Linked DNA regions of Mus musculus: regions 2, 3, 4 and 5 are each linked to region 1. A link is a contact called in public Hi-C, HiCAR-type and promoter capture Hi-C data. All regions are on one chromosome and are shown on one strand. Each heading gives the region's core, a stretch centred on a gene start, on an enhancer-like site or on the middle of the called end of the contact. The rest is flanking DNA. Distances are from core to core; before and after follow the strand shown.

Evidence for each region. Promoter capture Hi-C pulls out the DNA fragments that hold promoters and counts their contacts. Hi-C and Micro-C count contacts between places; a contact is called where the count stands out from the background. HiCAR-type assays count read pairs that join an accessible place to other places.
Region 2: a HiCAR-type map of astrocytes shows a contact between it and region 1, with 6 times the contacts expected there. The contact joins the promoter of Lgr4 here to the promoter of Arl14ep in region 1. A contact is called at or near these places in 2 of 39 promoter capture datasets (liver and pre-B cells), 1 of 115 datasets of contacts at active chromatin or transcription factors (astrocytes) and 1 of 9 other capture datasets (liver).
Region 3: a contact with region 1 is called in a promoter capture Hi-C map of 3T3-L1-derived adipocytes, with 16 times the contacts expected there. The contact joins the promoter of Bdnf here to the promoter of Arl14ep in region 1. A contact is called at or near these places in 4 of 39 promoter capture datasets (the 3T3-L1 cell line, 3T3-L1-derived adipocytes, cranial neural crest and 1 more) and 2 of 115 datasets of contacts at active chromatin or transcription factors (the NIH/3T3 cell line and embryonic forebrain).
Region 4: a contact with region 1 is called in a Hi-C map of B cells, with 6 read pairs. The contact joins the promoter of Kif18a here to the promoter of Arl14ep in region 1. A contact is called at or near these places in 3 of 39 promoter capture datasets (the C10 cell line and liver), 1 of 484 Hi-C or Micro-C datasets (B cells), 2 of 115 datasets of contacts at active chromatin or transcription factors (embryonic stem cells and regulatory T cell precursor) and 1 of 9 other capture datasets (macrophages).
Region 5: a promoter capture Hi-C map of pre-B cells shows a contact between it and region 1, with 2.9 times the contacts expected there. The contact joins the promoter of Qser1 here to the promoter of Arl14ep in region 1.

What each region holds. Positions count from the first base shown.
Region 1 is chr2:106,971,276-106,976,378 of GRCm38.p6, forward strand. It overlaps Arl14ep (ADP-ribosylation factor-like 14 effector protein), which reads right to left and starts at 3,122. Exons shown (of 5, transcript NM_001025102.2): 1 at 2,997-3,122.
Region 2 is chr2:109,914,644-109,919,746 of GRCm38.p6, forward strand. Lgr4 (leucine-rich repeat-containing G protein-coupled receptor 4) reads left to right here and starts at 3,004. Exons shown (of 18, transcript NM_172671.2): 1 at 3,004-3,662. The coding sequence starts at 3,478.
Region 3 is chr2:109,691,239-109,696,341 of GRCm38.p6, forward strand. Bdnf (brain derived neurotrophic factor) reads left to right here and starts at 2,325. Exons shown (of 2, transcript NM_001048142.1): 1 at 2,325-2,671.
Region 4 is chr2:109,278,765-109,283,867 of GRCm38.p6, forward strand. Kif18a (kinesin family member 18A) reads left to right here and starts at 1,974. Exons shown (of 17, transcript NM_139303.1): 1 at 1,974-2,129. It also overlaps a transcript of Mettl15 not described here.
Region 5 is chr2:104,813,856-104,818,958 of GRCm38.p6, forward strand. Qser1 (glutamine and serine rich 1) reads right to left here and starts at 2,841. Exons shown (of 12, transcript NM_001123327.2): 1 at 2,745-2,841. 2310047K21Rik (a long non-coding RNA gene) reads left to right here and starts at 3,067. Exons shown (of 3, transcript XR_003953885.1): 1 at 3,067-4,647. It overlaps Gm39898 (a long non-coding RNA gene), which reads left to right and starts at 4,976. Exons shown (of 2, transcript XR_866613.1): 1 at 4,976-5,015; 2 at 5,054-5,103.

The DNA of each region.
Region 1 (5,103 bases), core at 1,872-4,371:
AGAGGCAGGCGGATTTCTGAGTTCGAGGCCAGGCTGGTCTACAGAGTGAGTTCCAGGACAGCCAGGACAGCCAGGGCTATAAAGAGATACCCTGTCTCGAAAAATCAAAAAAAAAAAAAAAAAAAAAAAAGAAAAAAAGAAAAAAAAAAGAAACTCAAGGTCTTCCTCAGCTCCCTCCCTGGAGGCCAGCCTGGGCTAGAAACTGTCTCAAAAGAGGGGGAAAGGTCATCTTAGAACTCAGGAAGTTTATGTTTAGAAATCCAAGTCCTTAAAGTACTATAATTTTTGATGGGTCAATTGTAGAAAATTAAACTGTCCATCTAATCACTGCATTTGAAACGAACCAACCAACCGAAAAAGCAAATCGTGTATAGTTGCTTTACATACACGAATGTCTGTGTCCTACATGGCTGCAGGGCTAGAAAGTGGAGCATCAGATGCCATGGAACCGGAGTTCCAGTTGTTAGCTGCTATGTAGGTGCTGGGTTCAACCCAGGTCTTTGGGAAAAGCAGCCAGCGCTTGTAACTGCTGGCCCATCTCTTCAGTCCCAGTCACTGCATTTTTTTTGTTTTTTTTGTTTTTTAAAGTAAGGATCTCTTTGGAGTCATGGTTAAAGGAGAATTTTCAACAGTTGTTGCCAGATACAGAATTATTAGCTAAATCTGCATATTTGTGCTTTTATCAGTTATGTCCTACATATTGCTAAAAGGTTAATCCCATCTGTCTGAAATTCATATCTAAGTGCACAGTCAGGTATCTTTCTTTTTTTTTTTTTTTTTTTTTTTTAAAGATTTATTTATTTATTATATGTAAGTACACTGTAGCTGTCTTCAGACACTCCAGAAGAGGGAATCAGATCTCGTTACGGATGGTTGTGAGCCACCATGTGGTTGCTGGGATTTGAACTCCTGACCTTCGGAAGAGCAGTCGGGTGCTCTTACCCACTGAGCCATCTCACCAGCCCCGGTATCTTTCTTTTTATCTGCTAAATTTGGCACCTCCATTTTCAGAGCCTTTTAGGAAGCAAAGCCTTCTTTGGTTCTAGCTCTTCTTATTTGAGTTAAAATAGATTTCCTGAAGAACAACTTACAGGAACTGCTCAGTTTAAATTTCCTACGGGAGGGATGGAGTTTCTTTCCTAGACAAGACTGTTGGCAACAGACAGGATGGCTCAGTCAGTACATTGCTTGCCATTGCCACACAAGTGTAGGGACCCAGGCATTGAACCTGCAAAAGCAAACAAGCCAAGTGCTCTGGTGCCCAAATGTAATCCCAGTGTTGGTAAAACGGAGGCAGGAGGGTCCCTGGGGCTTGTTGGCCAGTTAGACGTTCTTAATGACAAATATTAACACCAAAAGCACTATACTTTAATGCCTGAATGGATCAGTGGGTCTGCAGGCCCTTCATAGATGTGTGGCATTGTCTATGCATCTATTTTGTTTTCCAAACAGCAAAAAATAACTCTGACAAGGATTTAACTAAATGACCTACTCCAGGTTGTTCTTCTTCTTCTTCTTCTTCTTCTTCTTCTTTTTTTTTTTTCCTGAGACAGGGTTTCTCTTGTATAGCCCTGGCTGTCCTGGAACTCACTTTGTAGACCAGGCTGGCCTTGAACTCCACCTGCCACTGCCTCCCGAGTGCTGGGATTACGCCACCATGCCGGGCTACAAAATATTTCTTAATCCAATTTTAAGTTACATTGTCTCTAGGCCCACCAAGTTTGGCCAATCACAGGTCAAGTCAGCAAAACCTCCTCAGAGTATGGTGGCTCGGGGGTCACATATTCTCCAGCCACCATGGGATCCAGTCATCTGTATACCCCACTTGTTCGTATCAATTCTTCAAGCATCACTAATTCCTCCTTCACCTCGGAGGTTTCCATCAACCTATGTAAAAGAGTAAACTTCCAGTCTTTCTGCTTTACAGCAACACCATACTCTGCTACTTGTTAGTGCATTATATGCAAAGCTCCAAAGGCAAGGCACTACCGGATTCCCTCAACAGCCAAGGCTTCTCTAATTAGCAAATTCTGACACTTTACTCTTTAGAAATTTTTTGAATAAACACAAGGTCAGAAATTCCTAGAGTCCCAAATGGCAGACTCTCCTTGAAATCGATGTGATCGGATCCCACTTCTCTGCAATGATCCCCACCACAACCCCGCGTGGGATTCACTCATTAATGCCCCTACTCTCTGCCAATGCCTCAACTCATCAGACATAATCAACAGCACTAGGGTAGAAAAAAATTTAAAACAAAACGAAACAAATGAAACCCTCAACCCACCAAAGTGCGTAACTAAATATCACACGGTTAGAACTGCGAAGATTGTGAATTTTAAAGACGGTCTGGAGAGATGGTTCCAGAAGACCCAAGTTAATTCCCAGCACCCACGCCGGTGGCTCAGACTATCCTGTAACTCCAGTTTCAAGGTAATCCGACGCCCTGTTCTGATCTGTCGGGGCTCCAGCCACGCACTGCTGGCACATACATACTGGCAAGACATCCATCCATACAAAATAAAGTAATAAAACAAAATGTTTTTAAAGTTAGACTTGGGAGGCAGAGGCAGGCGGATCTCTGTGAGTTCTAGGTTAGCCTCGTCCACATAGAGAATTCCAAGTCAGCCAAGACTACACAGAGAAACTGTCTCAAAAAACAAAACAAAACAACAAAACTTAAAAGCCCCAGGCCTGGTTACTCGTTTCTGTAATCTGAGCTACTCAGGAGGGGCTTGATGAGTTGGAGGGTAGTTTAGGACATTTGGCACGAGTGAGTCCTCACAAAGAAGCTGAGGATGAAGCTCAGCAGTGGCGAGGCCCTGGTTCAAATAAAACCCTGCAATCTGATGCAGTGGCGGACCTACTGTGTGCAGGGTAGAGCCGGGTGCCAGGCTGCTACAAGCCCCTTCCGCCGTACAAGCCTCCCCTCCCAACACTCCTCCCGGTTCACCGCGGCCTCCCACATTCAAGTGCCATCGGTAGAGTCCACTCACAGCCCTACGGCCCGACCCGGCCCGGTCCACCTGAGCTGCCACGGGTCTCCGCTGGGCTCCGGAAGCACCGTCTCTGCACAGGCCAAGCTCGGCTTTCCACACCACCGCCGGCCCCGCGCAGAAACCGAGAGGACGGCGAGGGCGGCTAGAGAGACCGCTTGTACCATGGAGAGGAACCAGGAGGAGCCTAGAGCGGAAGCCAGCCCGGAGGCCTCCGGAGGAGGAAGGGCTGGGTGCGGGGGACAAGGGGGGATGACTCAATCCAACGCAAGAGTTGCTTCAGTTGCTCGCCCGCCTTGGGGAACTTGTATCCTCTCCTGAGGTTGGGGAATTGGGAGGCTCTTGGAGGCCCTTAGCAAACACAGGTTTCCTTTACTTCGTTTGCAAATCTGTTCTGTGCAGGACACCAAACAAACGCACCTAGATAGCCCTAATCCTGGAGGAGAGTTAAATGCAACTCAAGGAATGGACCTTTTATTTAAAGTCTCACATTTTATTTTTTGATCCATTCCAACTAAACATATTCTAAAACGCTCTCTCTATTATATATTGTAAAAAAAAAAAAAAAGTCTAGATCTTTGAGTAAAAGGTACACCACAGGAAATTAACCTTTACATTTTGGGGGTGGAGAGAAGAGGTGTAATCATTGTTGTTTTGAGGTGCGTGAGTTTTTGTTTTAATTTTGGGACAAGGTTGCAGCCAGGTAGTTGAGGCTGGACCCTAGAACTCTATAGGTAGTCCACGCGGCTATGAATATAACGTTTTCTTGGTTTTGAGAATTTGACACATATGGTGTGTTTGGATCAACTCCACCTCCAGTGATGTCATCTAGAAGTGCAGGACTGGGTTCGGTTCTCTTTGTCAGCTCAAGGATTAAAAAGGAGGACAGCATTACCTGAAATTTTTGGGTGTCCCTGCAGAGTCAACATATGATAACCTAGGAATTTGGGTTCCTTCCTGGGGATCTTAGTTTTATTAATAAAAGAATAAACTAAAACAGAACAACTCAAGGACAACTTATTAGAATTTTAAAAAGAAAACCCAAGAGCAGGCAATTTGTTAATCTTTAAGTTGTCCCAAAGAGGAAGATGTAGAGTATAAATATGACCGGCCTCAGTGGCAGACAGCCTTGGGGTGAGAGGTGGAACTTCCGCAAAGAGGAGGAAGTCTAATGCTAAGTTAGAGAGCTCTGGCCAGCACCTGAAGGAAAAAGATGGAACAATAAATAGTTACACAGTTTTTTTGTCGTGCCTCAGAAAGCAGGTCAGACCCATTGAGGTCAGCCAAACCTAACCAAGGCTCTGCTCTTAGGACTGAATGGGGCATTGGAAGGAGTCTGGGAAGGGAAAACTTGCTCTTAAGCTGAACCTACCTTCCTAGTAGATGTCTCCCAGCCAGACCCTGACCTGCCCCATTGGATTAGACCTTAAGGGAAGAGACTAGGGCATGCCTACAGCTAGGCAGAGATTCCACTCCCTTCTACCTTCTCTCACGTAAAGGCAGGTATATTGGGTTTTGTTTTCGTTTGCTTGTTTTTTAAAAACCCAGAGTCCATTCATTGCTGTCAGTATTTGCTATGTGAGGCTATCCATGAAAGAAAATCAGGAAATGCATCCCTGAAGAAAATTGACTCTCTTCACCAATAGGCATCAAACATCAAAAGCTCCTCAGAAGAGTGGGATTTCGTGGGGTCCTCTCTGTTAGGTCCAAAGTGGCCCCTTGAAATAGTGGTGCTGGTGACAGTGTCCTAAACAGAAGGACCCTGGCTAGGTACTTAGAAGCCTAAAGGCAGGAACCTCCCTTAATCTTTCAGGAGCCTCCTTTACCCTGCCCTGAATGACAACTACCTTGGGCAAGGTATCTAGTTCTCAGCCAATGTGAGCGGCCTACATCAGCTCAAAGATGCCCTTCAGTTGCTCCCCTTATTCCCCAGTAGTCTTGATAGCTTGGTCACCAGTAAGCCCTTCTTTGTGTGGAGTGGTCTAATTCAATGGTTTCACTCCACCCTGGATTCCAAACAGCTGTGTCATTTGGAAGTCTATAAGACACCCCCACCCCCCACCCCAGCCAACAACTTGAAGAACAGCAACTCATACCTAGTACTGGG
Region 2 (5,103 bases), core at 1,754-4,253, 2.9 Mb after region 1:
AATGTGGTTTTAACCTTGGATTTTACCTAGTATGTAGGACATCTATATATATATATATACACTGTTCAGGTCCTTTTTATAAGAGTGTCAGGGTGGTGGGGCATTGTGGCCAAAGTCCAGCTTCTCTACCCATCAGCCCAGTGCCCTTTGCACAAAGGCACCAAAGTGAGCATGCCCAGATGGGAGCTTCCTTCACTTCCAGTGCCTCACAAAGGGCACAACAACTGGGTCACACTTTTACCTTCCCTTTCCTTTTAAAACAGTCTCCCTGTGTAGCCCATGCTGGAATTGACTTTGTGGTTCTCCATCTCCAGCTTCTATAGCTCTAGAGTTACAGTTTGTACCAACACAGCCACTTCTCAGGCTGCAGCCCTTACCTCCCTGCGGTGCCGCAAATGTACCCATCTGTGGGGCTAAGAGAAGCAGCTTCCTTCAGCAGACTAATATGTTGGATTTTTTTTTTCCTTGCTCTTTGCCAAGGGTGAAGGTTGAACTTGAGTTATCCTTGATATCTTCCCTGAGCTTAGGTGAGAGTGGTTGTCATTTGGGACAGTGCGCTGGATGTTGTTTCTTCATTTCATTGTGGTTTTATGTTCTAACAGGACAACTTGTCACAGAGATAAAAACTAATATAATAGATAGATTCATTCTCAGGGACGTTCACTGATGAGTAACTCTACGATTAGGGTTAGGGATATGAACCTTTTTCTTTTCTGTTTTGTTGTTGTTGCTGTTTTGTTTTTTTCAAGACCAAATTTCTCTGTGTAACAAGCCCTGGCTGTCTTCAAACTCACAGAGATCTGTGCTTTTTTAATTATACTGTACATGTGATTCTTATAACTACCAAAATTTGGAAACACTTGATGTACATACGTGTTTTGCCTGCATGTTTATGTGTTTACCATATATACACATGCATGCTTGATGCTCATGGAGACCGGGAGAATGTCAGATGCCCTGGTCTTGGAGTCACAGATAGTTGTGAGACACCATGAACGTGCTAGAAACAGAATCGATATCTTCTGCAAGAGCAGCCAGTGCTCTGAGCTACTGAGCTATCTCTCCAGCCACTTCGAAATACTTCTTTACTGAGGAGAGCTTCTTTACTGAAGAGAGAGAGAGAGAGAGAGAGAGAGAGAGAGAGAGAGAGAGAGAGAGAGAAACATGGAAATGAGTCTGGACATGGTGATTCATACTATTATTCCAGCATTCATGAAGCTGAGGCAGGAGGATGGTGAGTTGAGTTCAGTCTAGATTACATAGCAAAACTCTGTCAACATAAATATTTGTCAGAAATAAAAGCATCCATGAAGTGTATAGTTACCTTAATATAACAAAAAGTATACCTTAGAAGGAGTTGTGTTTTTTAAGAAAGAAGATTTTAGCTGGGCATGGTGGCACACGCCTTTAATCCTAGCACTTGAGAGGCAGAGGCAGGCAAATTTCTGAGTTCGAGGCCAGCATGGTCTAGAAAGTGAGTGCCAGGACAGCCAGGGCTATACAGAGAAACCCTGTCTCAAAAAACCAAAAAAAAAAAAAAAAAAAAAAAAAAAAAGACTTTAAGTATCAATTAGAATTAGACTTTTTCCTCACTTTATTTACTCATGAAATTGGCTGAAAAGTAATAGAAATGGAAAAACAAAAACAAAAAACAAGTTGCGGAGGCTTCTGAAATACTAACTAGACCAGGAGTGAGATGATCTTGGGCAGAGGGCAGAAGAACATGGTATCCAAGAGATTCTGAGGCCTTGTCTATAAAGTCTGAGCGCCACTGGTCTTTCTTTTTAAAGTTCTCTTTCAACCTTATAGTGAGGAAATTCATCTTTCTTAAAACTTGTCTGTATTTATTTATCCATTAGCATAACTTTAGAGTATATGGATTCAACCTGACTTTATTATTATTTAGCATATTCTTTAATGTAGAGATGGTAGATTTTTTTTTTTTTATTTAGGAAATCGGCTAGCTTTTCGTTAATTTATTTACATTTTCTTTTTTTTTTATTTGCATGAGGTGGCTAGTTAACTTTATACAGTATAGATATTTTAATGCTCTTCTTGCTCTAATGTAATGGGTTCATTAAAAATGTGTACAATCTAGAGTAAAAACAACCAAAGGCCTAGGAGAAAGCAAGAAAAGAGGCACTGAGAATGCTGATTTTTTTTTTTCTATAAACATTATGTGGGAAAAAGGAAGGGATGCTGATAGTTAACACACAAGTTGTTTCTGGTGTCTCAGGGGCAGTCAGCTGGCACTCAAATGTTCTCTTCCAGTGCTGGTTAACCGGCACCTCCTTGGCTGGACTCCTCAACATCCTTGTGTTTAGGGAGAAAGAAGTCTGATTGGTGTCATGGATGATTAACCGCTAATTTAGCTCCCAAGTGTGAATGAAAAAGGGTACTAAGATCTCAGAGGTGATGTGAGATACAGGAGGGGTCACGCTGTTTTAATTTAGTGCACGGTTGAACTCAAAAATTTGGATCAGATAGAAAGAAATGTTTCTCCCTCCTTTTCGACCCCCACCCCCACCCCCATTTCTTTCCTCTGTTTGCAAAGCTCTCAGTGCCCTTGCCCTTAAGAACAGCGAAGAGTCATTTGACACGTCTGAAAGCTGGAGGCGAGTTTTACTTTTCAGGTCATCCAATTTAGGAGATCCAATTTCTGCGGAGGGGAGAAAAAAACTGGGTGGGGGAGGGAAACAGCAGACTCCTGGTCTTCCGATCTGTCTACCTTCAATACACAACCTGACATGCAGATCCAGCCAAGTCAGGGCTTTTACTTGAACCTCCACTACCAGCCCCAGCAGCAGCAGCACAACCTTGTCACTCATTCCAGAGAAACACGCCCCATTCCTCTTGACCAATAATGGCTCCACTGCCTGCATAGTAATGAGCTCGAGACCTCCCCTGACCAATAGCGCTCCCGGAGCGGGGTTAGTTTTGCATGTACCTAAATGATTTGCATAACCCGGCGGCCAGGGGCTCCCGAGGCGAGCGTGCAACCCTAGAAGGGAAAAGGACGCGCGGAGCGGGAGCCGCCTCGGGGAGAGCGCGGACAACCAGGGTGTTTGTGAGAGCTGGGGCGGGGGTTGGGACGCCTGGCCGGCATGGCTGGAGGCTGCGCTCCGCAACCTTGAGGAGCTGTGCGGCTGGAGGAGGCCCGGGACAGGAGGCGGCGGCGATGGCAGCGCGCGGCCCGGGCAGCCGCTCTGGGCCGGGTCGGCTGGCCTGAGCCGCGGGGCTGCCGGTGCGCGTCCATGGAGCAGCGGGAAGGGAGAAACTGCGGAGCGCCGCGTCCTAACGCTCCGGCGGCAGACTGCTGAAGGAAGCGAGCGCACGCGGACCGCCGAGGGACGGCGCCCGGGCCCCGAGCCCCGCAGGCCGGCTGCCCCTGGTGCGGCGCGGTGCGGCGGAGGGCAGCGGAGGCGAGTCGAGCGAGAGGAGCCGCGGGAGAGGCGGGCGCGGGCGGCGGCCGCAGCAATGCCGGGCCCGCTGCGGCTGCTCTGCTTCTTCGCCCTGGGGCTGCTCGGCTCGGCCGGGCCCAGCGGCGCGGCGCCACCTCTCTGCGCTGCGCCCTGCAGCTGCGACGGCGACCGTCGGGTGGACTGCTCCGGGAAGGGGTTGACGGCGGTACCGGAGGGGCTCAGCGCCTTCACCCAAGCACTGTGAGTGCGGGCGACCGGGCTGCGGGTTGAGGGACCCGCGGGCGCTGCGGGGCGGAGCCAGGGCTCGACCCCAGCCCCCAACCCCAGCGCCCTGGGGGTGCACGAATCACCTGTGTGTGTGTGTGTGTGTGTGTGTGTGTTGGAGGGTCAGGGGGATTGGCCCCCTTTCCCGTATGCTGGCCTCTCCAGACTTAGCCACTTTGAATCTGAACCTCTAGGAGCTTTTTCTTTTTGCAGCTTTTTTTTGGGGGGGGGGGTGCAATTACTACCTCCTACCCCCCACCCCCCACCTCAAATCGCAAGTGCATTTAGGGCCAGGAGGGAGGATGCTGGAAACGCTTGCCCTTGGCAGCCTTTCACGTGACCTCTTCCCCCATGCGGCCCCCTGTTCGGCTGGCAAAACTTTGGCCACGGATGAGGGCGCCTAGAACTTGGCCTGCGTTTGCCGACCAGGCACGTTCCATGGGGAAGCACCTGAATACCCCCAGGGTTCCCGCAGGCGGAGTGAAGAAACACCTGTACCTAAGAAGGGGAATCGCTTTCCAGTTTGGCCCCGTCCTGCCTGTGCAGTGTGACACCTTAGCTCAGATCCACTCGGGACTCATTACCACGAGCAGAGCCCAGGGAGGAGGAGAAGGATTCGGCCTACCCTGGGCGGGGATCCTTAGTGAATAAGGCATTTAAAAGAAGGAATGCTGACCTGAGGTAGAGAATGTTGGGAGAGAAAGTTCTAGAGCATGTGATCAGTGCAGTCTGTAAGGTGGGCAACCGTTTTCCGCCTGTACCTTCAGCAGAGCCTTTCGTGTGAGCTGCCTGTGGTCAGGAAGAGTAGCATAGATGGTTCTGACCCTCCCCACCTCCTTCCCCAGAGACCCAGAGAGCCTTTAGCATCTCAGGGAAGAGGGGGAATCTGAAATAGGTGTTGGAGGTGATGTTGGCAAATGCCACCCGTAGAAAAAGAATGGGGTAATTGAGCGGAGGGCAGCTTGTATGGCCCTTTCAGCCTTCTCGTGTTGTGTGGCCTATTGCATGATTAAATCAGGAGCAGTCAAAGACCTGCTAGAGAGGAAGGGGCCCCGAGAGGCCCTCTGGCAAAGGAAACTTCCTTTTTACCTTCAAGCTATCAAAAGAGACCTCTTAGGCGTAGCTTTAAAGGAATAACAGATCGTGTGAAGGGAAAACTCCCTTTTAGGCAAGCTGGGGCATCACTGTATTTCCAGGTGGGTGGTGCCGAGGCATTCGGCTGGCCCTCTCAGGTTGGGGATGTGGAGAACTGAGACCCTTGGCTTTGCACCCTAGTCTCAGATTTTGGCCCAGTCTTAGGTGTTGTTGATGCCTGGAAAGACCCTTTCTTTCGAAATGATATTTGACTTTTCACCAAACCATGTGAAGCGATTTGCTCATAGAGGTCTATTAAATCTGAGCAGGGCTGGCAGGTGAG
Region 3 (5,103 bases), core at 1,075-3,574, 2.7 Mb after region 1:
GCTTTTGAGGTCTTTAAGGGTGGATCTCTGGTATTCTTGGTTGAATTACTATAAGGTATTGAATCTCTGGTTCTTCACTTATAAAACAGAAAGATTTCTGTCAGCAGGTTTTGGAAGCTTTCAAATAGCAAATATTAGTAATTTCACTTTGTTAACCATCAGCCCTTGGTAAATGAATCTCAGTATACACTACCGCCATATATTCAGTACAATAGCCCACTCTGGTGACAACAGACATCTGGGAAAAAGAACTGTTATGAACCTCCTTTCCTCTAGGAAATTTAATGTTTAAGCATTCAGATACAGTCATACAGCAATGCCTTAACAACGATTAAGTCATTCAGATTTCACAAGCATTCACATACAAGGGGTCACAGAAGTTGGGGTGCAAGAGTCTCGGATACCCATTTTTGCCTCCTTTCTGAGTCACATATGCCAATTTTTCACGGTGACTTGAAATCGTCTGTGAATGAATTGCTTATTACAGTGCTAATCACTGGGCCCTGTCTCAGACATACTAAAGGCCAGCCTTAGAAGAAGGAGCCTCTCTTTTAATCCTCAGACAGGTGATTATGTTAACAAGAGGCTGTGGCACCGTGCTCAATACTGCCCTCTTGTTCTTTTATATTTTTTTCTAAAAAAAAATAAAATAAAATGAATAATAAAGGTCTGTCTGCCCTAGCCTTTACTTATTGGCTGGATTAGAGGGGCAACGTTTAACAAAGCAGCAATCCAGGTAGACACTTGGCAGAGTTTATCATACAGCTAAATGAAAGTAGCCCTCCAGAACCTAGTCATGTAACTGATCTCTCATAGGTTAAAAAAAAAATCAAACAACCAAACAAAAACGGTCCAAAGACCACTCTCTGCTCTAGAGGAAGGGGGCTTAGTGAGCTACCCACCCCTCACCCTAAATCCTGGTTAAGTATATATACATATATATATTGATGTGTTGTTGCTGCCTAGATAATGACAGGCTTGGCTTCTGTGTGCGTGAATTTGCTAGGACTGGAAGTGAAAACATCTACAAAGCATGCAATGCCCTGGAACGGAATTCTTCTAATAAAAGATGTATCATTTTAAATGCGCGGAATTCTGATTCTGGTAATTCGTGCACTAGAGTGTCTATTTCGAGGCAGAGGAGGTATCATATGACAGCTCACGTCAAGGCAGCGTGGAGCCCTCTCGTGGACTCCCACCCACTTTCCCATTCACCGAGGAGAGGACTGCTCTCGCTGCCGCTCCCCCCACCCACCCCCGGCGAGCTAGCATGAAATCTCCCAGCCTCTGCCTAGATCAAATGGAGCTTCTCGCTGAAGGCGTGCGAGTATTACCTCCGCCATGCAATTTCCACTATCAATAATTTAACTTCTTTGCTGCAGAACAGGAGTACATATCGGCCACCAAAGACTCGCCCCCTCCCCCTTTTAACTGAAGAGAAGGGGAAATATATAGTAAGAGTCTAGAACCTTGGGGACCGGTCTTCCCCAGAGCAGCTGCCTTGATGTTTACTTTGACAAGTAGTGACTGAAAAAGGTGGGTTTCTTTTCTTTCTCTTTCCTCACCCCCCCCCCCGCCCCCGTTTGGTCTGCTGGGAAGCATATGGCTTTAGTGAGGTCTGTTATTGCCTAGGCTTCCCGGCTAGAAGCAGTAACTTGGTGTAATGCTATCCGGGGTTATTCATTAATAAAAAATACTGTTATTATCTTGATTGAATTCTATTAGGCACACTCCGGAGAGGTCAGGGCGCAAACTCTGGTTAAGCCGATGTGTTTAAGGTAGCGGAGTAAACCATAACCCCGCACACTCTGTGTAGTTTCATTGTGTGTTCGCTTTTTCTAGCTTTGTGGTGCGGGAAGGTGCGGGAAGGTGTGTCTGGGGCCGGGGCCTGGGGGTGGGGGTGGATGCACGCCCTCTCCCACAGAACTTGGGTGCTGGGATGGAAAAGATGGGGAGAGTTGCAAACCAGGGGAGAAAGATTTGAACGTGTGAGACTCACACTCGCTTCCTCCTACTCTAGAGCACATTGCGGGGAGTAGGGTGCCTAGGAACCGGGATTCGACCACCCCTCCTAGCAAAGGGCACCCTGCGGAGACCGCAGAGGGCAGGCACAGAGCTTTGGGTTTAAGCAGCGAGCTCCGGGGAAATGGAGAGAAGCCAGTGCAAGGCGATCAGGGATACCCCGAGGGCTTCCGAGGGCTTCCGAGGGCTTCCGAGGGCTGAGCCCCCGCAAGGAAAAGGCGCGTCGTCCCCTTTAAGCAGCCACCCCAATGGGTATCGGTGGCGCGGCGGAGCAGGGAGGGGATAGGGGCGGCGCTGTCTGACCAATCGAAGCTCAACCGAAGAGCTAAATAATGTCTGACCCCAGTGCCTGGCTCTGGCTGAGCTCTGGGTGCCCGTCGCTGCTGCCGTGCCGGGGCGCACCCGCTGGCTGGCTGTCGCACGGTTCCCAGTGCGCCCGGGACTCCCGGGCTTGGAGAAGGAAACCGCCTGGGGCGGCGCGCCACCTCCGCCTGGGAGGCTTTGATGAGACCCGGTTCCTTCAACTGCCACCACTGCCTTGGGGCAGACGAGAAAGCGCACGGGGCCCAGGGCAGGGCGCAGGGACCAGAAGCGTGACAACAATGTGACTCCACTGCCGGGGATCCGAGAGCTTTGTGTGGACCCTGAGGTAGGCGACTGCGGGGCGTGGGGCTAAGTGCGAGAGCCAGAGGCGCGTGCGCCCGGGAAAGTTGGCTAGGGGACTGAGAAGTTGTGGGACTGCAGAACTCCGGCTTCACCTTCGTCCCGGGACAGCGGAGGGGCGGGCTTGCTCCTGGGGAGCGTTCTCCCGGGATCCCACGACTCTGAGGGACAGTGCGACCCCAGGAATCCCTTCAGTGTGAGAGAAAAAGCCAAGGGAAGAGGACGACTTGCGCCATGGGAGCTAAGCCTGCGTCCCGGGGATCCCCGAAGTCCTCCCGCAGACGAGGAAGGGTGGTGAGAGAGATATAGAGCGACAGCTGTTGGGGGCTCAGACGGATGGCACCGGGACAGGGCTGGGATGAGAGCCCTTACCACCGGCTTAGGCACTCTCCACGCAAATTTGGACCGGGGTGGTGTGTAGTCCGAGAATGGGTCTTGGCGCCTTCTGTCCTCATCTCTTTTCCTGGGTATCACAACAGGCTGTTCACTGTCACCTGCTCTCTAGGGAGTACTACCAAAGCTTACTTACAGGTCCAAGGTCAACGTTTAACTAGGAAAACTTGGGACCCTTCTTATCGCTGGGGCCTGAAAGGGTCTGCGGAACTCCAGGACAGCCTGTATCCGACCCTCTGTCCATCCTGCGCACCTCCCTTTGGGCATCCTCCTGAGGAAGTGAAAGTTTTGACTTTCATCCGGGAGTAGGTTGGGTGTTTATGGAGGATGAAGAGGCTAGTTTTGATTTCCAGGGATGCTGAAACAGGAAGAGCAATGGATAAGCGACCTAAGCGTAGAAAGAAATAGCTGAAGATGGGGGCTTTGTGCTTGATGACAAGGAAGAAGGGGAAATTGCTGCCGGGGGTGGGGGGGGGGTGGTGTTGTTCCCCCCGGGGCTGCTGAGGGCGGTGAGCCACAGGCTGTGAGTTTGAGTTTGAACTGGTGTTTTAGTGAAAACAATTCGTGAGTTGGGGGTGGAGCCTGGGCTAGGAAACTGGGGATGGGGACTTGGGGATGGGGGGAGCCGGAGGGAGAGAGGGAGGATCCAAGGAGGAGGGAGGGGAGGGCCAGGAGAGCTGAGCTAGGAAGGTAGAGGGTGCCCTCTTCTGGCCACACTGGCAAGAGTAGCTGCTGGGGCTCGTCGAATGGGGGCGGGGAAGTGTTTTAGGGGCAGTTTTGCTGGTCGTTATGGGGGTTGCGAGTAGAAACTTGTTGAGTGGCGTTTTGAAACAGCTTCCTGAAGATGTGCGGCTCGGTTCGGAATTTTGGCTTGTTGCATTTCTTTCCTTGAGTTGCCGGGGTGCTTTGAGATACCATTGACTAAGTGCTAGGATTTTCTTGATCTTACTTGAGGGTCTTCCCGGCATCCTAAAATATCCGTCTTCTCAGCGTCAACAACAGCCTTTTAGCCCCTCTCACAAGAATACAGGATGTTCTTGTCTGGAAGTATGTTTCTGCCTGTTTATTAATCCTTCTAGAACTTATCCTTTTTTTAAAAAGAAAGCGATGTATAATTAGGAACAGTAATTGTTATCTAATTGTATATGAAAGGCTAAATGACTCCCCCTTCCCAACAATTGGATCAACTTACTGAAAAATATACCCCTCTTTTAATTCTTCTCCAAAAATCGATTCTTTTATACATTAGTTATAAGGTCAAAAGCCATTTTGATCCTTCGATTGATTTTTGTTTTGTCTTGTTGCATTATTTATTTATTTATTTTATTTACGGGTTTGATTCCTCTAAGCATCCGGGCCCCTGTAAGTTTGAGACACTATTTTCAGGTCGGAGGTATCTGAGGTTAGAACAAGAGCGGTTCAAGCTGTTACACACAATAGGCTTAGTCAGGCGCAGAGGATGAAATAACATTAGGGAGCTTTAAAAATAATTACTGCAGTTCACTGATTTTTCATAAGGTTTGGAGGTTTTGGTTTGTTCTTCCTCCCCTCCTCCCCAAGGCAAGAGAGAGAGAGAGAGAGAGAGAGAGAGAGAGAGAGAGAGAGAGAGAGAGAGACTTGTTGAAACGTAATCTCTACTGGAATTTGAAATATGGTAGTTACCATTATTGGAATTCCAGAATCATAAAGTTGTTTTCTGTTCCTCTTCTATGTTATTTTGTAAAAATGGGATAAATATTGGTAAATATTAATAGTAAATACAACGACACAGAACACACGTTGTATAGAGAACTGTTTTACGTCATTAAAATTTTCCTGTTTATAAATGATTCAGGAAGAAAGAAATAATTCCCAGATAAACAAGACTGTTGTGCATGACGTAGACATCTTGAAGCATTAGACCATTGCAGACACACTTAGACATAACATTTTTTAAAACAGACTAACAGTAATTTTTCACATACTTCTAGAGTCTCTCACAGCCCATTCAGAGCTTAGTTTGTAGTTTGGAATCATGCTTGTTTT
Region 4 (5,103 bases), core at 724-3,223, 2.3 Mb after region 1:
AAAACCTCTCTGTTTTAACCAAATGTATGATTCCTGGAGAGTATGGATCTCATTAGTGGAACCCTGCTATCAAGCAAGTGCAATGCAGAAGTGAAATTAAATGGGTAGTATTGGGATTACATGTGGCGACACTTGTAACACTAAGAAGCCTATATAGTGTGAATGTCAAAACAAGACAAAGATGGAATGTACATGCCTACTTAGTCATTTACCAATATAATTTTTCAAGATAACAAGATAAACATATTTTCAAACTAAATTAAAATATATTATAGTCACTTGACCTAGAAAGTATTTTAAAAACAAATGGCTAATTTTGACTTGGTTTCTTTTACAAGAGAAATACTTCCCTATAAAAGTTTTTCTAACACTTCAGTTTTCTCCTAATAAAATCAAAACAATATGTTTATATCTTATAGTCTGTTTTGAGAATAAAGTAAGGTAATGTTTAAGGGGTTAAAAATATGCCTGAGACACCAAAGGTCAAGCACTATATATGGAAAGAATATTTAAAACAAAATGAACTCTCCTCATTTTTTTTTTTCGAGACAGGGTTTCTCTGTGTAGCCTTGGCTATCCTGGAACTCACCCTGTAGAGCAGGCAGGCCTTGAACTCAGAAATCTGCCTGCCTCTGCCTCCCAAGTGCTGGGATTAAAGGCGTGTGCCACCACTGCCTTGCAAACTCTCCTCATTTTTATTACCAAACCAATGTCACAAAAATGATGATGGCATTAGTTGGTACATATACTATAATAAGAAATAAGTAGTCACTTTATTGACGCACTCTCCAGGGCTCAGAAAAAATTCATAAAACAAAGAATAATGTATAATTTGCAACTCTCCTGATTTTCTTCAGTAGATTTAAGACATAATCATAATCTATGGGATTTCAACGTAAAAATGTGACTAATAGTACTCTGCACTGCTGGGTGTGGTGGCCTATGCCTTTAATCTCAGCACACAGGAAGCAGAAGCAAGAAGATCTCTATATGTTCCAGCCCATTTGTGTCTACATGGCAAGTTCCAGGCCAGCCATGACTACTGGGCAAGACCTTGTTTAAAAATATAAAATAGATTAGATAGATAGATAGATAGATAGACAATAGACAGACACATGCATAAATCCTCTGCCCTGTAACATCCTATTTTTACAGAAATCTAAACTCCAGGAGGGAAGGGATGCTGACTTCAGTGTGTACTAATATGCTCCTAAAATCTGCAAGTAAGAGTTGCTTACTAAATAGAGTCATATAAACAATAACAATGTAATTCAGATCGTACTACTAAATTTTTCTAAAGGGTTGAGAATGTCAACTGATAAAAGGCTTGCCTAGCCAACAATACAAATATAAAATACCCTGCCAATTTTTTAATATTCCCTATGTTTTTAATGCATTTTTCTTTCTAATGTATACATTCAGAAATAATGCAATCTGAAACAAGAAGCCCATGATCCAATAATGTGACTAGGCCAATATATTTAAGTGATTTTTAGTTTGTAAGGTCATACTTGGAGCATGTTAAATGCTGGCAAATAGCAAATATTTTCGCAAATACCAAATATTTTTAATCAGTAATAACGGGAGCAGGCCAGGAAACCCTGACAAAAGAAGACTTGGGACTTGTAATTAATTCACATGGAGGCACCATACCTTCCAAAGCCTGAGTCCTAATCCTTGGGAACTTGACTAATCAGAAAGGGAAAAAGGACAAAATAACCCAGGCCCTTTTACAGGCCCGCAGACTCCGCCTCTCCCCCTAAGAGAAACATCACCCAAAGCCCAGGGCACCCCAGACCCTAGGACTGTGGCAATACTAAATATCCCAGGTGGCTGCTTCCCACCTGCACCGCCGCCCGAGCTCCGCCCACCTCCGTCACGGCTGCCGGAAACGACCGCGCGCGTTGCCACGGCGACGCCCAGGAAAGTAACTTCTCCTCCGGCATCTGAGGCCCAGCCTCTGGCGCCAAACTGCGAGTCGCTCAGGAAAACGTCTGACGTGCTGACGTCATCCGAACGGCAGCCAATGAGATGGATAGCTGGGGAAGCTGGCTTGGGTTTGAATTTGTGGCTGTGTTTGGAGCGCCTGGAAGCCAACTCTGCCAAGTTGTGACGGTCACTTCTTGTAGGTGAGTGAGGTGGGCGCTGTGTCTGGGGACGCGTGGGTTGATTCGAGGGTCGCCGGAGTGGAGGATCCGGTGTCAGGCGACAAATTAGCTTTCGGCGGGCGATGCAGGTCGAGGGTCCCCTCGGTATTGCGGCTTGGAAAGACCCGGAGCTACCGAGTGTGCATGACAAGGCGAGCCTTTCTCAGCACCGAGGTTCTAGGCTTCGCCACTGAACCCCGAGGGGAAGCTGGTCCCTTTCTCAGACTTAAACTGAGGACGCTCACAGTTCAGCCTCCTAGAGCGTGAGGTTCCTTCCGGATTCCAAATTCAGAGTGTCCTGCTTGGGCTGCACATGGGAGTGTGCGACTTCTGGGCTTTACTTCATGGGAGGAGCTTTTGTGCAGAGAGGCTGTCAGGTCAGTCTGGAGCCCAGTTGTAGCCTCAAGCAAAACCGGCCCTGACTGCTCACCTGTGATGCTGAAGGTCACGGAAAAAAAGAAACAAAGACAAAAAAGTGCCAGGAGGCCAGAAAGCAGCCTCTAATCCTGCAGTTTCTGCAGCCTTTTCAGCAGGAGCTCATTTGCCTTGCCTAGTACAAAAAAAGCCAATGCTGACTGTTGCTCATTATAATATGAATGGGGATTACTGGAGTAGAACTAATTTTGTTGGTGACATCAGTCCACTTTGTCCAGTTCCTACCTTGGGTTTTGGAAGGTTTTCTTGACCTTTGATGTTAGAGAATATGAATCCCACAGAGCTAATAAATAGTACTTGCTATTGAATTCAGTGTATGAAAAGAACTATTTCAGTCAGCAGGAATGATTTGCCTTGAGAGGTATTCTCATTGAACCAGTATTTACAGATATTTAAGATTTTTTTATTTTAAAGAGCATTTTGTCCCACTGTAGTTATACTTTTCAATAGACACTATAAATTGACTATGCTGTTAATGCTATGAAAGGCAATAGAAAAACAATTGGCCCACCACCAATACTGATAATCTTCCCTCGTGTTAGTAAGGCAGTCAAATCAGTGACTGACAGAAAGGTTTAAGCCAGATAGAAACTGTAAATGAGGCAAGGTCCCTGTTCTAAACCATGTCGAATCAGAATTTTCTACCTGAGTTGGGAATAATTCGTAGCTATGTCATTGTGCTTCTATACACCTGTTTGGAAGCATTTTCTTTTTCTCAGTCATGAGATTTGGATTTGTAGCTGGGTCCGCTTTCTGTCATATTAGTAATAACATTTGGAAACATTACTAAGTTCCTCCGTATGTGAGGCAACCTTGCATAGTTATTATGCGCGTTGAATGACTTGGGTATGAAGTGTCTGCCATGGTTCCTGGCAGAGAGTAACTCATGTGAGCATCACTGTTACCACCATACTGACCTGGGGAAAGCCTTTCAATCATATTCATTAAGAATACTTACTGTATGGTATCAGAAAAACAAAAGGAAAAAAACCAAGTTACATTTCATAATTCACTCCTTCCAGGAAAAACACAGAGGTGAGCAGTGATGGGGAGTGGGGTAATAGATTCTAATCCAAACATACCAACTAAATAACAATTCACAGGAAGGGGAGTGCATGTTGGCAGACTATTAATTTATTGCTGCAGTCATTACGTGATATATGTATAATGACAGTGTATATCTAGAATGTGTAGAATCCTTAATGCCACCTAAGTATTTTTATTTTTTTTAAAGGAAGTATATAATTTTAATTTTTATGTAGAAAATTCTCAGGGCCTATACATGAGTAAATTACCTTTTGGATTCTATGTATTTTTATATACTTTTATTAATTTAATTATTATTTATATTTGAGAACTGTATAGGTTTAAAATAATAATCCTATTTGCCGTCATTTCAGCATTCTTTTTCTTCTTATATTTCCTAACATATAGATTAATCATACAATTTTGTAGCAGGAAAGGCTCTTAAATACCATTTGCTCTTTAGTTTGAATATTGCCAGTTAGAGCCCCTTCATCATCCTCTTTTATACTCAGTCTTTCAGGAATGGATCAATAGTCTACTGTAATCTATAGACTTACTTTATTCCCACCAAAAAAAATCTTACCACTGGCTCTTTTGTTTCTTCTTTAACAGCATACCATTTAAGATGGAATATGACTTAATTGATCAGGGTCTATACTGTTCTCAAAGCATTGTCCAAAAAGAATTTGCAAATCTTCATCCTATTCCACAGATAACAATTATCTGTTTCATATTAAACATGGTCTTTGTACTTGATATAGAATCAACTAGATACCAGACTTTTAGCCATGTTTGAAAAAGAAAACATCACTTTAATGTAGGAGAAGGGAATCTTTGCTTTCTGGTGCCCTAGCTAAAGAACAAAGAGGAATAGGAAATAAGATCAATCTTAAAATCTGTAGCAGGTTGAGACACAAAGTTACACTTGACATTGTACTTCTTAAAACTCCTTTAAGAGACTGTCAAAATTTCTTCTCAAGTATCACTTGAATCCTTACTGCATTTTAAAATAACTATAGAAAGTTCCAATTAGCTTTAAACTCTTTAATCCTCATTAACTATTTTAAAAGCTTGGTCCCATCCTTATTCTAATTTTATCGTTTTAAACAATGAAAGATTGACCATAATTTTAAAGAATCATACATCTTTCCTACTCTCTAAAGTCAAGAAAATGAATAAACCATCTTTCCTCCATGCTAGTGTCGGAACCTAAGACTTGTGCCCTCCCACAGAGCTCCACTCACAGTCCAATTTTCTTATTAGAATACCTACAGCAGACAGAATAATCAAAATGTAAAAACCAGGCACTGTGACACATCTGTAGTTTCAGCTACTGAGGAGGCTGAGGGAGGTCAGATTAAACCCAGGTACTGAAGACCAGCATCTGTAACACTGAGACTATCAACACAATGAGATATACATGTAACATGTCTTTAATTTTTGTTTGAGTATTTCATACATGTTTACAATATGTTTTGATCAACTTTACCTGTAA
Region 5 (5,103 bases), core at 1,591-4,090, 2.2 Mb before region 1:
CTATTAGAAATGTACAAGAGTAGTTAGTTCCTAGCCCAAAACTACACAAGTAACTACCAAGTGCTACATTAGAAACACTCAGAGTCCAAAATCCTCTCCATAAATCCTTTTTAAAGAAACAAACAAAAAGTCTCCTTATCATTTTCCAAGTGTTACAACAATCAAATATGGTGTACATCTTTAATCCCAACACTTGGGAGTCAGAGGTAGGCAGTTCTGTATGTTTGAGGCCAGCCTGATCTACATAGTAAGTTCCAGGTCAGCCTTGTCCAGGGGGGGTGGGGGGGAGAAAACAACCAACCAAAACCAACCAAAGAAAGAAAGAAAGAAAGAAAGAAACAAATCTATTATCTGATGGAACTGCTGTACCAAAGAAAATACTGTTTCAAACTCATGATTTCCTTGGCACCTCCTGTTAAGTGATGAAAATGCATTTTAGGAGCAAGCAAAGACATAAAGTAGAACGTTAGATCCCATGTCAGTAACAGGTGAATGCCATGACCATCTGTCCGTTTCTGAGTAAGTTACAGGAAACAAGGTGGCAGACAGGCTAATTCTTTATGGATAAATATCTGTATTACATCATCACAGCTAGTGTTCATTTGTACCTTCCAAAGAAACTGCCACAAAAGGGAAACAAAAACATTCAACTGATACATGAATTACGAAACAGCTTTTCTAAATGTTGTAAAAATATGATTAAGCTTTTGAAATGCCCAATCTTTAAGGACTCTGAAGGCACAGTCCGGCTATAGTACTTTGGATATAACTGAAATCAGAGGACATTTGCCTGGCTTGAAGAAAAGTAATGCACAATTAAGAAGTGTGAGCAGCCCTGTACAGATGGCCTAATCCTAACACAACATGTTAACAAAGCAGGTTTTATGGGGGAGGGGAAAAGCCTGCATTATCTACGCTATAATTTAGCTGACCACACCCCTCCAAAATGTTTTAAAGCAAGGGGTTAGGGAGTGGATCTAAGGACCAGCAACATCCAAAACAATAACAAAAATCTTTTAAACTTGTTTTCAAACATGCTTAGGTAGTTATTCAGAGTTAGACTGATAACATTTGGAAAATATGGCCAGTCAGCTTTTGCTTTTTGCCTCAGAGGTATTCTGCTCAAACAAATAACAGACAATAACTAGGCAGGATTTCAGTGTTATTTACCAAAAAGAAAAAATATTTGAGATATAAGAAATGCTACGCATTACCCATCATTGCTGATCTCTGGAGAGAAAAAATTGTAAGTCATATAGATAATGTAACTGTTCTCTGTAAAATGATAAACTACCACCAAAAATAACCAAGGAAGGGTCTAATATTCTTCCTAAAAATTCTTCAAAATGTTTTATTTACAATAACACGACACTATAGCTATTTCTGTAAGACCTCAGCGTCTCCAGTTAGCTCGAAACTGGAAAAATCACTTTCTTTTTAAAAATCCGGGCTCTTTTTAAACAAAAGATTTTTCTGAGGTTTATAATTACTCTTTTATTGAAGCATTATTATTTTTCTTTCTTTCATAATAACTCCGAGACTATCTAAGACAAAGACTAGTTAATTCTTTACACATCTATTCTAAATCATGAATGCGGCACTTTCATAAAAACAAAGGTAATTAGAATGTGTAAAGTGAAATAAAAAGTTCACTCGTGTCGTTTAAATCGTTTAGAAACCTGGTGAGATCACATAGGTACAAGGCTTCCTGTTGGTAGCTGAGGATGAAGTCATTACCAGCCAGGATTTCCCTGTTCTTGGGTCAGAAGCTATACCTACTAGATCGAGTATTGTTTAGGGGAGGCGGTTTTTAAAAAGTACCCCGCTCCCAAAGCCAGACCACGCCTTCCAGTTATCATTCGAATGTGACCATTTCAAAGTGTAGTACTGCTACACATTTCTCGCGAGCTTAAATAGCAAACAGGAGTCCCCATTTTGGGGTCTACTGCCCATGCTGGAGAGCCGCACTATACAATGAAGTGGAGACGGAGAAGCATGCTTTGGGTCTTCGACCTCTAGAGCCTTCTTTGACCACCAGCCCTCAACGCTTCCCAAAACTCAGTCACCCCCAGACACTGAAAGCCAAGAGGGAATCTTGACTTCCTGCCGTTGTTAAAAGCAGAGGAAACCCAAAAGCAACTTTGAACGCGTGGAACACTACATCACTATAAACATATGTCACCCAGCCCCTGCTTTGCATTCGTGTCCCGCCCTGGGGGTTCTCTTGCAGCCCAGTCATCCCAGGACCCCCAGTGTCAGCGACACGGCCCCGCTCCTCGTCATGCCCTGCCACCGCCCTCACCTTCACACTGCCGAAGCCCCCAACACCACATTGTCGGCCACCCAGATTCCAATACAATGGAATGTCACTGCCCAGGACTCCGCGGCGCCCCTTTAGGCCTCCCCGCGGAGTCAGTCCCGGTTCCCCAGATACCGAGGTCAGCCCGGAGCTTAAACTTTACCATGTGGGAGTCCAGCACCGAGAGGTGACTGCGCCCCTCCATCCCACCCAACCTTCCCTTTCTGCCCCACGCCCCGACCCGCCCCAGGAGCGAATCCTGCACCATGCGCCCCCTCCCAGCCGGGACCACCCGCCAGGAGTTGTCCACCGCCTCTCCCGGGAGCAAAGAAGGGCGCCTCGAAGGCTCCCCACCCGGCCTGGGCCCCCGAGAGGGGCGGGCACAGGCCCCGGCGCATCCGCGGCCTTTCCTGGCCCAGTGAGACCCCGCGCCCACCCTCTCTACCTGGCCTTGAGGCTGGGACTGCTGCCGCTGCAGCTGGGGCTGGAGGCGGCGGCCGGGACCCGGGCTTCGTAGGCCCAGGCGGGGGCAGCGGGCTGCGTGGCGGCGCTGGCGGGGGGCGCGGGAGGCTCAGCGAAGCCCGCGGGCGCGTAGTGCGCGTCCATGGCGGGGGCTGAGGCGGCGGGGGCGGGCGGGAGGCGCGGGGAGGAAGAGGCGGTGGCGGGAGCTGCCCCTCACATGGCGCGGCCGGGGGGCGGGGGCGCCTGGGCGGGGGAACCGGGCTGCGGCGGGCGGGCCTCGGCTCGGACGTCAGGAGAGCGGCGGCGCCTGCGGCCGGGACGCGAGGCGGCCACAGCGCCCGCAGCCCGGGCGCCCCATGTTGTTGGATTTCCCAGGATGCACCTCCCGCGCCCTCCGCCCGCTCGTCGCCCCGCCCCCCTCGGCGCCCCGCGCTGCTGGCTGCGGATTCGGGAGCCGGGCCGGACGAGGGCTGCTCCGTGGACGCCCTAGCGGTGAAGAGAAGGCCTACGCGCCGGAGCACCCGCATGGGTGCGGACAGGAGAGGGCTTGCCAGCACTGTGCCTGGAGTTCGTTACTCTGCGCTCCCGGGTTCTTTGAAGGAACTCAAACACTCGATTCCCGCTTGTGATTTCTTTCTCTGCGCCCCAAACCACAGACAAGGGACTGTTGCTTTGCAGTACTCGCTTCCTGCCCAAAGTTTGCTGGGCTTAGAGGATCTGGTTCCTGCTTCCTGGGGGAGATTTCTATTCAAATTGATTCAAATTCAAACGAATTTTGCAGCCCTAGCTGAATGGGCCTTTCCCAGGGGCACTTATTAACTGTCCCCACCCCCCACCTTGGGGATTTTCTTACTCTGGAGTTCAGAATCTTCTATCCCAAGATAAATACCGCCTCATCATTGATTAGTCCAACTACCATCTGGATGACTTTAATTACAATACATTCGAACTCACTATGCACTTTGTTGGGGCTCTCTGCTCAAGATGTTTAATCTCTGCAAGACTCTACCCAAACATTGCCTTATCGGACTTCTAAGCTGTGTGGTGTGAGTAATTTGATGACTTTGAGGTCGTGCCTACCCGAACTGTTTCTCCTTATGAGTAATGAAATTCAGGGATCATATGAATCGTTTGGCTTGTGATCCATAAGTTGAAAGTTAAAACTAACCGTGAAGCTTAGATTTAATGACTATCTCTCCTTTTAAAAAAAATCAATATTGGCTTAACACCTATCACGTGCTTAGCAAAGAGATCTCTCAAGATAAAGACTAGCACAAAGGTTTAAGCCAATCAGACAGGCGTAACGGAAGACCTAATAGAGCTGATACTCTCTATCTCTGGTGACTATCTAAACTTCTGTAATACCTGCCATTAGATCTGCCATCCCCTCCGAGACTGATTTTGTTCTGAGACTATGTTTTCCTCCTGGCGCCTTCATTCTTTTGTTTCTATGCTGTTTTTAGTGAAAAACCTTCTGCACCTGTGACTCTTGCAGCCTGGTCCCCCGGTGGGGAAGAAAAGAAAGTAGTGGTAATTTACAAATGAATTCGAAGGTGTGGACGCAGTAGACCTTTCCAGTTTTATGTTAATCTCATTAAGCATTTACCTAGGATATCTTTGGAAAGTGGTTTTCCTTGAGGAAGGAATTTGCCAAATCTCAGATCCAGCTGAGAAGTACGGCAAATATCCTCCTCCCTCTACAACATTTACTTCCAGCAGACTGGTGATCTGGAGTCTAAATGAAGCAAGTCTTCACAACTAGCTAATATATTTATAAGTACTTTTGTGAGCACTAAATTTTTGTCTCTGTGGAACGTGTGGGAAACGGAGTGGTATGCTGTAAATGTTTTATAGAATTTAGTTGGAGATACAACCAGTATTGAAGGGTGAGTTTACAGATTAAATCCAAACAAGTGGCAGTAAAACCTTTATAGTCTTTACAACAGTATGCAGTTTGTTTATACCACAGAAATCAGAGAAAAGACATTAAGGAAAAATTGTAGTAATTTGAAATAATATTCTTATTTCCATATATCTTCCTGAATAAAGTTTTGTTTAACCCAAAAACAATACGAGTATTTTCTCAACTGTTAGGTTCTTATGAATATCATTACTAAATAACTTTATATATGTATACATGTTTATAGGGCACAGTGTGGAACTCTGATACAGGTAAGCAAATATTTTAAAGTTGTAAAGCCATGTATCCTTGACTTTTAAACTCATCCTGAATGAATGAATGATCTTAAGAAGGGTGCCCCACCACTGCAAGCTTTGCATGTCTGTTTCAAGGTGCCCCACCACTGCAAGCTTTGCATGTCTGTTTCAAGGTGCCCCACCAC